Linked DNA regions of Mus musculus: region 1 is linked to region 2. Evidence: chromatin contacts called from public HiChIP or PLAC-seq data. All regions are on one chromosome and are shown on one strand. Each heading gives the region's core, a stretch centred on a gene start, on an enhancer-like site or on the middle of the called end of the contact. The rest is flanking DNA. Distances are from core to core; before and after follow the strand shown. Region 1 overlaps Trp53bp2 (transformation related protein 53 binding protein 2). Region 2 overlaps Fbxo28 (F-box protein 28).

Evidence for each region. HiChIP or PLAC-seq counts read pairs in DNA pulled down with a chosen protein or histone mark.
Region 1: an H3K27ac HiChIP or PLAC-seq map of large pre-B cells shows a contact between it and region 2, with 3 times the contacts expected there. The contact joins two enhancer-like sites. A contact is called at or near these places in 2 of 484 Hi-C or Micro-C datasets (cortical neurons and nephron progenitors), 1 of 115 datasets of contacts at active chromatin or transcription factors (large pre-B cells) and 4 of 9 other capture datasets (adipose tissue, embryonic stem cells, liver and 1 more).

Annotation. Positions count from the first base shown.
Region 1 is chr1:182,458,420-182,464,897 of GRCm38.p6, forward strand. It overlaps Trp53bp2 (transformation related protein 53 binding protein 2), which reads left to right. Exons shown (of 18, transcript NM_173378.2): 17 at 341-540; 18 at 3,268-4,017. The coding sequence ends at 3,309. Among named protein-coding and RNA genes, the nearest start is that of Trp53bp2, 52 kb to the left of the region's middle. Within about 2 kb of position 3,047, at least 85 of the 459 cell types and tissues checked have an H3K27ac peak or open chromatin away from gene starts, as enhancers often do.
Region 2 is chr1:182,323,199-182,330,130 of GRCm38.p6, forward strand. It overlaps Fbxo28 (F-box protein 28), which reads right to left. Exons shown (of 5, transcript NM_175127.2): 2 at 6,676-6,785; 3 at 3,056-3,194. Among named protein-coding and RNA genes, the nearest start is that of Fbxo28, 15 kb to the right of the region's middle. Within about 2 kb of position 2,838, at least 17 of the 459 cell types and tissues checked have an H3K27ac peak or open chromatin away from gene starts, as enhancers often do.

The DNA.
Region 1 (6,478 bases), core at 1,797-4,296, 140 kb after region 2:
AGTTGACAAGAGTCTTTTTTTAAGTGTCATACATTCAAACAGTTTTTCTTTTAGCTGCTGGGCTAACAGAATGCTTCCTCTCTGGGGAAGGTAAGCTTTGTGAGATGCCTAGGGGGTGTTTGTTGTTGGCCTCCTAGATACGGATCATTTATGGTCTATAAACACTGCTGGTCTCCCGTTCCCTCCCATGCTGGGACGTTTACTTCTTGGATGCTTCCTGCTGTAGTTCTGACATTCTAATGAGGATCCTTTCCCCGTTGGTTTCACAGAGTTTAAAGTTCTTGTGAGTGGTGTAATCTGAGCGGCGAAGCCCACGTGGTCTTTCTTCTGTCTTTTGTAGGCGTTCAGGAGAAGATGGGCATAATGAACAAAGGCGTCATTTATGCACTGTGGGATTACGAGCCGCAGCATGACGATGAGCTGCTCATGAAAGAAGGAGATTGCATGACCGTCATCCGCAGAGAAGATGAAGAGGAGATCGAGTGGTGGTGGGCGCGCCTTAACGATAAGGAAGGATATGTTCCACGCAACTTGCTAGGAGTAAGTCACTCCAATGCTGACGTGTTTCATATATGAACTGCTGTGTAGAGTCAGTGCAGTTTACTGCCTTTGTTATAAGACGTGATACAGGGCTCAGCACTTAGGAGCACTTGCTGCTCTTGAAGAAGACTCAGGTTCAGTTCCCGGTGTCTCCATGGCTGTTCTCAATTGTCTAGAAACTCCAATTTTAGGGGACCTAATGCCTGCTCACTGCACATACATGGCATACATACATACATACATACATGCTGACAAAGCACTCATACACATAAAATCTTTTTTAAAACACAAGGCTTAAATTTATGATGCCCTTAATTTAGACTCACAGGTATATCTACAGTGCACTTGATTATACTTTGAGTGTATTAATAGTTTAAGCTCAGGATAATATATTCCAAATTTGTGCCTTAGGCTCTTTTATAGGTTTAACCCAGGTGCCATGTAGGTCATGCCCATGTTCCCAGCACTTGGGAGATGGAAGTAGGAAGATCAAAAACAAGGTCCTCCATGGGCTTGGATATTCCTGTCTGCAGCCTGCACACAACAAAGACTCTCGGAGTGAGTGAGAGAATTAGAGAGAGAGTGCAGGCGGATTGAGATCAGGCTTGGAGTGCTTGTGGATCTGCTGGTGGTGAGGAACATGAAACATGCTAAAGGGCAGGAGAGACGGTGATGGACACATGGGTCACGGAGGTCACGGGCCCTGGCTTCCACATTGCCGCCGTTCATTCAGAACATTTCTGGTCTGTGTAAGCAGGTGTTGGTGCAGACTGAAGAAGCCTGCCTCTGAGCTTGGTGTGCAGACAGTGCATATAAGACATTGGTAGGTTTTTATCAAGCGTCAGTTAGACAAGGTCTGTCCTATAGCTTTAGCTAGAAGCCTGTGGGAGATGTCCCCAGCATCACACCAGGAGCAGGGCTCTCTCTGCTAAGGTTCTTCTGCTTGAGTGTTTCAAGGAGCCTGGCCCTGGGACCTGGCATTCTGGCTTGTGACAGTGACCCCCTTCCTGTGCTTGTCTGTCACATGTCTGTTAAAAGGCATTTGCTGCACCTTAACTGCTGTTTTCTGAGAGCAGCATTTATTGTAAAATAACTGCTGAGCCATCTCTCCAGCCTCCTAATGCTCTGATCTCTCAGGAGCTGCTCAGATGAGTTCCTCTTCTCCCCTCCCCCATGTCTGTGAGTGGGATGAGACAGGGCTTGGCCATGTAGCCGAGGCTAGCCTCAGACTGAACCCTCCTGCCTTCCAAGTGCTAGGTTTACAGGTATGTCTCACCGACCTACCTCATTTGTTGGGAATTATTAACTAATTGGACATATTTGTGGTATGAAGCATGACTTTTTAATCATTTTTAAAACAGAGGGGGCGGGGGGAGAGTTTTCATGTGCCACAGTAATTGTGTGAAGTCAGAAGACATTTTTGGGAGTTGAGATTGCGATCCACTGAAGACGCCTGGCAGGCAGCGTCAGCTGCTGAACATCCCGCCTGCTCCTTCCTTGCCACCCTAACCCGAGTTTACAATAATGGCTGATTTATAAAATGGCTCAGTCAAGCTAGTAACCTGTGTAACCTGACAAAGCGGACCTTTAATTCTGTGATGGAAATAAAATCTGTTAGCGAGTTTTCAATTAGTATGTATGGTTTTAACTATTAATTCCTATGGTGTACAACAGACTGCTATTAAGTTGAATTTTCTAGTGAAGAGAATGGTTAATGAGATGGAGGATTATTCTGAGGGGGAAGCAGTCAGTCAGAGACAGGGTTGCGCTCTCAGAAGGTTTTGAAATTAACAGACAGGGATAAAGGTTGTAATTTTAGTCCTAAACTTAGAACTCCTAGTTCCCTGGTGCTCTCTTCTATAAACGTGTGCTGTATGTGTCATGTTTTAGTATCTTCTGAGTATTAAAAAATAAAGGAAATTTCACAATGTGGAATATTTAGACAGGCTCAGCCTGGAATCTGCAAAGGGCTTTGACAAATGTCTTTTCTCAGCTGAAACTGACTCTTAAATAAACACACCACCTCTTTTGTTTTCTTGTCCCTAGGAGACGAAGGGGAGGGTTTGTTTAGCTTGATGGTGAAATTCTAGTTTGACTTGCTCTGGGCCTCCAGACAGAGCCCTGCAGCCCTCACATAGCCTCCCCTCGCTCTTGTTAGGGAAAGCACAGGCCAGCAGAATCCCAAAGCATTTCATGTCTTCCGAAGTCCACTGATTCAGGCATTTGTCCTGATAGGCTCAGGTTCCACCCACAGTGCCATGTCCTGTAAATAAGGTTGAAAAAGTGTGGCTTACATATGTGGTTCCAGTACTTAGGAGTGTGAGGCAAGAGGATTGTAAGGCTAACCTGGGCTACCTTGAAAGACCCTGCCTTAAAAAAAAAAAACAAACAACGACTTTTGCCCGTCATGATGGGTTTCCAGATTCTGGAGCACACAGCAATTTACAAGTAGTCTTCAGCGTTTGGCTTCCCTGGGCTGCAGTGTGGTTGAGCAAACTGCAAGTTGAGTTCGTGCCTGGAGTCTGTGTCACGGCTCTGTGGTGCTGTTCCAGCTGCTGGGCCCTCGATGTGATCAGTGCAGATTCACTTCCTGCTTCCACAGCTCAGTGCCTTCCCGAGTTGGTTTCCTGTGTCAGCTTCCTTGCCCCTCTTCCTGTACTTATTGAAATATTGTAAAACTTCCATACATATGCCACATGTAAATCTTTTTTTAAAATTCTCTTGCAGCTATACCCAAGAATTAAACCAAGACAAAGGAGCTTGGCCTGAAACTTGAGTTAATGAAGAATTAATGAGCTAGAAGAAATACTATGATTATCCAGGAAAAAAAAATCAGAAGGCTTACTTTAATGACAGTATAGCTCAGAAGCAATGAAGAATGTGCCGTGGAAGAAAATGAAGGACCGAAGGACTCGGCGTGAGCAGAGGCATTGCTGCTGAGCCCGCACCACCCTGGCTGGCAGAATGCTCATGGCGGCGCAGCATAGGAGGCAGCCATCTGGCTTTGTCAAGAAATGGGACCATTTGCTGGACTGTGGGAAAATCAGTTTCTTGTCCTGTGTAGGGTGATTTTGGCACTGTTCCCATTCCGCTGACCTGCCAGAAAGGACCTGTGCCATCTGGCACCATCTCCAACTGCCCCTGAGCACCAGCAGGCTTTGGGATCCCCGGCGGGTGCTGTACACTTGTGTGTTATCAGTGAAGAACTGTTAGCTGCTTGTCAGTGAGCAGTAACTATTGTATGAGTTATTGTAGCATTTAAGAATTATGCGTATATTTGAAATACTGAAATTAAACTACACTACCTAATCTAAAGTAGATTTAGAATCTTGTTTTTAGATTGAATTTGAATCTATATTTATTGTCTTTTTGTATCTTGGAAATTAGAGATTTGTTATAGATTTACCTGTATTTGTCAAGATCATAGCTGGTTTTAAAAATGATTGTAATAAAATTAAACTTTATGACTCCAAGCTATTTCCTGGTTTTCCTTTTAATGTTATACACAGCTTTGGTTATGGGGCATAAGCCATTGGGCTACCTACTGCACAGCTGAGAAATAGTGAACTGCTTGATCCAACAGTCGGGCACTGTGGGAAAACTTCCTGACAGTCGTGTGATTGAGAAGTGGTTCTTAATTACAGATATGCATCTCTGCAGTTTACAAGGCTGAATGGCTAGAGTACTGTGCTTTTAAGAGACTGGGGTGAGGGTGTGTGTGCTATGTACCTGTTTCCTCATGGAGGCTGGAAGTGAATGTGGGATACCTTGGAGCTGGGGTTAAAATGGTTGGTGAACTACCTGATGTCTGTGAAGGGATCTGAACTCTGGTCTTCTATAGAGCAGTTGGTGCTCTTAACCACTGAGCCATCTCTCCAGCACCTAACTTAGTAATTTTTAAAAAGGTCATAGAGACCATAGTGAAAGAAAGCTTACTTGGACCTACAACTTCTGCTGGGCTATTTTAATGTCCTTTAATGTCCTCACTCTTTACACATTATTCATAAAGTTATAAAAATTTACTTGTTTACTTACTTATTTTTATTACCAACCAAGTAATGAGTTGTATCAGAACCCATTTTGCTTAGTGAAACCATAATAGAAGGTGTAGGTGCAAACCCACTGGTTACTTTTTCTAGACTTTTTTTTTTTTTTTTTTTTTTTTTTTTGGTTTTTCGAGACAGGGTTTCTCTGTATAGCCCTGGCTGTCCTGTTTCTAGATGTTTTTAAGAGTAACTGAATTCTAACAAGGAAAGTGGATGAAAGACAGAATATAGCCTTCCAGATAATGAAGAAAGAATGACAACATGGATTAAATATGGAGCCTGCACAGCAGGAAGAATTCTAGACCCAGGTGCCTTCCCCAGTTAGTGAGTCTGACACAGAACTGGGGATTTTACCAATCAGCTTAGATTATCCAGGTGGGCCCAGAGTAATCACATGAGCCCTTGAAAAGCAGGAGAGGCAGGCGCCTGACACCGAAAGGGTGGTCAGCCAGATGTGGGGTGTTTTTGAAGATGAAAGGGGTCATGAGCCAGAAAGTGTGAAAATGAAGAAAAACTCTGGACTGTCAGGAGACAGGGCCTCAGGCTTGTAGCCATGTGGACCTGAGTACACCCTACCAGGTGAGCTGATCTGTCCGGAGATGACTCCTCATGTGTGTGGTGTGCCCTAATGAAAATTTTGTTGGACCCCAGCTGTATACTGTGAGATAATGGATGTTTTTTGTTTTGTTTTTTTCGAGACAGGGTTTCTCTGTATAGCCCTGGCTGTCCTGGAACTCACTTTGTAGACCAGGCTGGCCTCGAACTTAGAAATCCACCTGCCTCTGCCTCCCAAGTGCTGGGATTAAAGGCGTGCGCCACCACTGCCTGGCATGGATATGTTTTTAAGCCATTGGATTTGTATGAGCTGTTGCAGTAGGAGACAAATACGACGTGAGTTCTAGAACTAGACTGTTGCAGTCATTACTTGTCCGACCTTGCCGAGACAGTTGACCTCTGGGAGACTTGTTCTCTTAACACTGGCAGTGAGACTGTGGAGACTGCCGAGGAGTATCGCAAGTCTATAGAAGCAGGAGATGTGGGAAGTAGGGAAGGAAGCCAAGCCGGCTGTTGGCTGGTTGCAAATCCCTTACCCTTACCATTCCTTTTTATTCTCTTTGTAGGTTTTTACCTGTTTTATTATTAAAGTACCAAAGCTTCTTGGGGCTAATATTTGAAAGTGTAGACCAAGGTTACTGACTCAAAGTAACACAGCTTTCAAGGAAATAAGAAACCGTTTGTCTTCAGTCAATTTGAATGACCAAGGGCCAGGATATATGGAGCCAGGTTACTCCAGGTTCCTGTGTTCCCACAAGGAAGCAGTTCCACAAAGGTTATAGTAGAGCAAAGGAAGTCACAAATCAAGGCAACCTAAGACATTGGTGGGTACATCAGAGAGGCAGTTATGCAAGATGGGGAGTCTCCTGTAGGTCTCAGATGCTATGTGATGACATTCTTAGACTCTAGGTTGATAGACTCTAAGACAGTTTTTATCTATTACCAGATGCTAGTCTGACACAGAGGTGGCTTTCAAGGGCCGAAAATTAGCCCAAAATTCAGTGATTAAGCCCTGGACCTGAAGCATTCTAACCAGCCTTAGATGCAGCTTCTGTCTAGGACTAATTCTTTTTTTTTTTTTTCTTTTTCTTTTTTTAAGGTTCCTAAGTAGCAGCTTTTTATTCACACCCCTAAGTTGTGTATAGCAACATTAATCCTCTGCAGTACAATTCTACAACTCCTTGTCCACCCACACTAGAGATGTATTTGGGATTCACAGATGTTCAAACTAATCACATAGACCTCATATATGCAAACCATCTTAAACAATGCCTATGAGACTTTAACAGGAATTACACAATGAAGGCATCGATTCTGGCCAGATTTTACATAACAAT
Region 2 (6,932 bases), core at 1,588-4,087:
ACACCACATACCAAATCCTCCCTAGGCCTTGAGCAATAAACTAGGTTGTCTGAAATACTCCTGTGCTTAAAGAGTGTGGCGTACTCCCAGTGTGAATCACTATCACATGTTCAAACTGTAAGGTAGTGAAACTGACCGCTTGTGCCTCTAGACATCTGTGGGCGAGCACTTATCTGTTAAACTCTACAGGTGAGTCATCATTAGAACCCTTCTTACTCCCAACTTCATGCTATCCACCTCTGTCTTTCACTTGGGAGTCCTTTAAATCAACTTCACCCTTCCAACTCTTTTAATTTTAAGAAAATATCTTCCATAGTGAAAATGGCTCTGCATCTCCCCTGTAAAGCATGTGTTTGATGAATAACTTCCCTTATCTCCTTAGTGCTGTATGTTTTCTAAGCCTTGCATGAGCTCCTCAGTGCTGAAGTCCCAAGATTGTGCTGCCTGGCAACCTAATTTAAATAACAGTTCTTCTTCTCTTCCTTCAGCAACTTAACAAAGTGCTGACTGGACAGCTACTTTCATTGAAATGGATAATTCTAATAATGTAAAGGGATGTAATCTTGGGGGAAAGAAATCCTATACTAAGCCAAGATTACATGTTAAGAAGAGGCTTTGTTACAATGTTTATTGATGCTTCCATCAAGAGTGACTTCCAGAGGCCCTCCCGCGAAAGGCTTGGTCCTCAGTTAGGTGTTACAAATACTAAAACCTTTAAAGAGGTGAAGCCCAGTGGAGTGACTCAAGTCACTCATTAGATGTGTACCCATCCCAGAAGTGGCTACTCTCACCCTCTCTGAAGATGGTCTTCACTTCCTGCACACAACGGTCTCCACAGCCCATGTTCCCAGTGTTGAACTACACAGCAGAGCCAAGCAGCACAGGCAGAAAACTGTAATTTATGGGTTAGGATGAACCCTTTCTCTTTAAGTTTCTCATCTCAGGGGCTGGTACAGTAATGCTGAGTGCAGCATCTGGAAATCAAATGCACTCTTCTGTTGTTTTGAAGAGCTATATATGTGGCTATACTTGAGAGTAAGAAATTCTTAAAAAGACAATGGCTATGAAACAACCTAAATACTACTAAGCTTGTTAAGTTACTTTTCTTTGACTGCTTTTTGTTTGTTTTGGTTTTTCAAGGCAGGGCTTTTCTGAGTCCTTGAACTCAAAAGATCTGCCTGCCTCTGCATCACCACTGATGGATTAAAGGTGTATATCACCATGCCTGGCTTAAATGAGCTATTTTAGTAAGAAATATAAAAAGTAACAGTAACACATTAAAAAAAACAATTATTGAGTGTACATGCTGTTGTTTTAGATAAAACATAAGCTTTTATAGAAGGTCATTTTAAGAACAAATAAAAACCCATGTATGATAAAACATATGTCTGAATAAAAATAAAAATTCTTGGTTCTTTCCAGTCAAGCACTTATTTGCTGGAAGCAAAACCCCTTGTGCAGCAATGGGCCTGTAGTGAGGAAGGCTGGAAGTAAGCAGCGGGTGGAGTCAGGTTAGGCCTCTGGTTTCTTGCCCATGAGTCAGAACAGGAATGGCCCATGAGCATTCGTGGCTGTGGGAAGCAAGGAAGGAAACACATATGAAGGTGCTCTGACAATGAGCGTGTGCTTCCTAAACGCAGCACAGTCCAGCAATGGCAAGAGAGGGGACAGAAGAAGTCCATGTTCTGAGGTGAAGGTCACAGAAAGGCGCTCTCTGGTGAGCTCTACTGCGGACAAACGAAGGCCCAGTCAAGGAGGGCTGCCTAGCAGTGCTGAGGACTCAGAGCATCTGCAGACCTGAAGATGTGTTCACTAGTGCCTACTGGTTTGGTACTGAGGAGCCAACAAGTCGTTTCCAAAAGGAGCGGAACTCAAGTGGACTTCACTGCAGTTGCTCACTCAGGCCGCACACATCTGCTTCAGCCATGTGAACCCACACCAACGCTGGCAACAATTGCAAAGACCACATACACAAGCCTCATCTTTGCAGGCACCCAATGCAGCCACAGAGCCCTCTGTTACAGCTGGCTGCACGATCTCTGATGGGAGGAAACTGGAAGCTGGGTCTCAGATGCTTCTATTACTAAAACTGAGACCTGAGTGGCTGTCTACTGGGGAGGACAAGCACACAGGCTCAAAGGACCTTGGGCTGCACGCAAAGAGTTAAGGGCTGCACACAAGATAAGATCTGGTGTATTCATCTGAACCTGAGGCTATCTTACAGTAGCTTACAGAGGCATTTGTAGGTCATAAAAAGAAGTAAAGAGATAACAAGGAAGATTTGAAATAAAATTATAAGCCACCAAGAAAGATGTTATTGCAAATTGAGAATGCACACAGTATTGCCTCTGTAAGTGTTTATGGAAATAACCTCATTAGGCATTAATAAGTTCCAAGCACTGAAAGCACTTTTGCCAGTGTCTATCGAGAAGCAAAATGATCTTTAAATCCATTTCTACTGCTTCTCTATGTCACTTGAATCTACACTTAATTCAACAATGAGGACGGACGCTTCCAGCAGTTTCAGGTCGTTGTAGTATGGCGGGGGAGAGGGATCTGCTTACTTACTAAGTGTCACACTTAGTGCGGTAAAGGGGACGACTCCTTAGCTCTGGTGTATCGCCACAAAACAAGTATACATGGTCAAATTTGAAAACTTCTAAGCTCACCATTACAAAACACTTCTCAAACAAAAATCAAACCCAGCATACCCTCCACCCTACCTTCCCCCAGACTGCAACAATCTTGAAGGCAACACAGCATGTCTTGCTCAGGGCACTAATTCTGGTATTTTGACTGTAAAGGTCAAAATGTTTTCTTAACTATGAACCCTTACCAAGACTTTCACTTCCTTCTGGCATTCTATAATTAGAATTTTAAATGTTGGGATCACATGAATGATACATATTAATAACTGCACAGAAAAGCTAAACATAGCCACCAATAAAAAGTCCTTTAGGTTAAGTAATTCTGACATCACAAACACCGCTTAAATGTTTGTGAGACTTGGTCTCTCCTGGGCAGCCCAGCTTGCTGGGTCTGCAGCAATGGTTACCTTTCCTGGGATGAAGCAACAGAGGTTGGAATCCACATACTTCATGAAGGTCATATTCAACAGTGACAACCTCGTTTCCACAGCGGCAAGGATGTCTGCATGACGAGCTAAAGAATGGTTTCTTCTTTCTGACTCTCTCCTAAAATAACAATAAAAGTCACTGGCAACCATGAAAGCAGTAGTAAAGGGTAAACTGTTAGCTAATCTGAGCAGCATAAACAGATGAACTTCAACATGCTAATTGAGACATTTGGAACTAGGTCAGAATTGTAATGCTCAGGTTTCTTTAACAAGAACCATTGCCAACAAGACATCTGTAGAAAAGAAAATCACTTTGAAGACACAGATAAAGCTGGCAGTGTAGCTCAGTGGTAGATCACTTGCCCAGGGTCTGTGAGGCCCTAGGTTTGAACCCCCCCACACACACACACACAGACACACACACACAGACACACACACACAGACACACACACACACAGACACACACACACACAGACACACACACACAGACACACACACACACAGACACACACACACACAGACACACACACACAGGAACATTAGATTTCTTTTGTTGGCTATGCTAGGTCCAGTAAGTCAGTATGTTTATTTAGGAGGCCGCTGTGCATACACTGTAGCAACGTCACACCCTATTTAGTATGCAGTTACGCAGAGCAGACTGTATTTAGAGGGGCACAACCATCACCATTCTCTAAACTCAGCACACCTTCATCACCATGAAAAGGAAGCCTGGACTCATCAGGTGCCCATCTGGCAACTCCTGTGTCCTTCTGTGTATTCTATAGTGCCTTTACTTTGAACACTGGAGTAAACAGGACCGTGCCGGGCAGCCCTTTGTGCCTGGCTTTCATACTTGCTACAGCTCACAGTTCACTCTGCTCTAGCATTGACCTGTCACTGCTGAATAGCATCCCCTTATACACAGGCGTCATCCCTTTACACATCTGGGTCCTTCCTACATTTGATTATGAATAAAGATCCAAGAACATCTGTGCAGTGTGTGTTTTGGCTCTGCTGGAGACCATGTCAGGTGGACATGCTAGTCAAGTGTTCCACTGAGGGATAAATAGTTCTTGCTTTCAAGTGTTTGTATGCATACACATTTTAATTTCTCTTGAAAACATACTTAGGGCAAATTGCTTTAACGTAATGTCTGTTTAACTTTTAATTTGGCTATCTTTATTTGTTCATCTTGTCTTTTACAAAAGCATTTAATTTTATGGGTATGAATGTTTTATATGCACGTATTTATGTGCACCATGCGGGTGCCTGATACCCACAGAGGTCAGAAGAAGTGCTGGATCCCCTGGAACTAGAGTTACAGAAGGTTGTGAGCTACATGTGGCTGCTAGGTTCTAGCAGGGCAACAAGTGCTCTAAGCTGCTGAGTCACCTTTCCAGGTTCCATTCTTCTTTCTGAGACATGTCTCAGCACACAGCTCAAGCTAGCTTCAAACTTGCTTTGTAGCGGAGCCAGGCTTCAAGCTTGATTCTCCTGTCTCAGTTTCTTGAGTATTGAAATTAGAGGTGTGTACCATGGTACCGAGCCGCCCAAGCCACGCTTGTGACATTATGTTCTCTAAGGGTTCAGAACATGTACAGTCAGCTACAGTCCCTTTTCTCTACAGTTTGGTACTGGCCAGCTTTATATGCACACAGTTTTGCTCAAGCTCCATTTTTATTTTTTTAAATTTACTCTGTGTGTGTATACATATGAAGATCATAGGACAACCTGTGGGAATCAGTTAGTTCTCTTTGTATCATGTGATTCTTAGGGAGAGAATTCAGGTCATCAGTGCCCTTATCTATAAGCAATTATCATTATTATTATTACTACTACTACTACTATTACTATTATTTTTAGACAGGGTCTCTTTGTGTATCTTGGCTGTCCTAGAGTTTACCACGTGGCAGGTTGGCTCTGAACTCATGAGAGCTTCTCCTGCTTCTGTCTCCAAAATGCTGAGTATCACCATGCCTGGCCAATCTTTAAAAACCATCATTGTATCCCCAACTGAACTGTCTTGTCACCCTTACTGAAAACCAAATAAGTATACAAGGGTTTATTTCCAGACTCTCTATTTTACCCCACTGACCTATCATTAGATCTCGTACCCTACTGCTTTGACCACCACAACTTAGTACTATGTTTTAAAATCCAGAAGTATTTGTCTTCCAACACTACTACTCAAAATTGTGTTAGTTATTTTGGGTCTCTTATATTTCCACAATACCTTTAAGATTAGCTGTCCAAATTCTAAAATATATGTATATACAGAGGTGAGACTTGCTCAGTACTGTATAGTATTACAGACAGACCTGAGGAACACTGTTACATTAACAATATAAAATCTTCCAGTCCACAAACATACACACCTATTTTCTTTCATTTTTGTTTGAAACCCTTTCTTTTCTTTTTTTAAAATAATTTATTTATGTTTATTTTATGTGCATTGGTATGCTGCCTGCATATGTCTGTGAGGGCATCAGATCCCCCAGAACTAGAATTGAGACAGTTGTGGGCTGCCATGACTGTGTTAGAAATTGAGCCTAGATCCTTTGGAAGAGCAGTCAATGTTCTTAATTGCTAAGCCATCTCTCTAGTCCCCCGCACCACACCTCCTTTCTTTCTATTTTAGAGACAGGGTTTCTTGCAGCCCAGACTGGCCTCAAATTTGCTTACTTAAGGCTGGCCTTGAATTCCTGAGCCTTTTGCTTCCACCAAATGATAAGACCAAGTGCAAAGGTTATAGATGTGTACCTTTTTCTTTTTCTTTTTTTTCCCCAAGACAGTGTCTATGTACAGAATCCTGACTATCCTGGAACTCACTATGTAGACCAGGCTGGCCTCTAACTCAGAGATTCAACTGCCTCTACCTCCCAAGTGCTGGGATTAAAGGTGTGCATACACCCCGACCCCCGGCCTATGACTCTTGTTTCTCTTGTAAGGATTTATGTCTATGGATGTTCTGCTTGCATGTGCGTCTGCGTGGAATTCCTTAGAGACAATGAGGAGTTGCTTTTGAATGTTAGAAATCCAGCTGAGGCTGGACAAGTTAAGAACAAGTGTCCTTAACTGCTGAGCCATCTCTCCAGCCCTCTTTTTTAAAAACTTGAGACAGGGTTTCTCTGTGTAGCCTTGGCTGTCCTGGAACTTGCTCTGTAGACCAGGCTGGCCTCAAACTCAAGAATTCGTCTGGCTCAGCCTCCCCATTATGTGGGTCACCACTGCCCGGGGAAGATTATTCATTTCTAGTGTACTTCTAGCTGACCTTTGTGCATTATAACCTCTAACAATATATTATCAGTGTACCTGTATCCAAGAACACATCATGCTGGCACTGAGGGACACTTAGGTCCTCTCAGTTTTTGCTTCTTGCCCTGGCTACAACAACCAATAAAATGTTGAACAAAATGGCAATAAGAACAGATGACAAGAGATAGCATTTATTGTGACGGGATGTTCTTTGCTATAAAGAGTTGAAACGTATATATGAAAAATCTGTGGGGAAAAAAACAACAGAACAAAACCCAAAGCACCAAACAAGCTGCACCCCCCCTCCCAAGTGTGACTCAAGGCTGATGCCACCTGGAACATACCTCGGTAGCTGTGCTTTAACTTGCTTCTGACACAGGTTATGGAACCTCTCCACTTTCAGAAACCCCTGATTCAACATTCTCTGACAGACCAGGTCCATTCTCTTACAAACCTGTAAGCAGAGGGGAGACAGAATTGAAAGATAAAGAAAACCAATAACCGAATCATCAGTGATGAACTTGGGTGGGAAGGTTTCTGAGCTGGTACCTGTTCCCAGAACACTGTCTAAGCTGAGTCCCTGCCAGTGCCATCAGTGGCA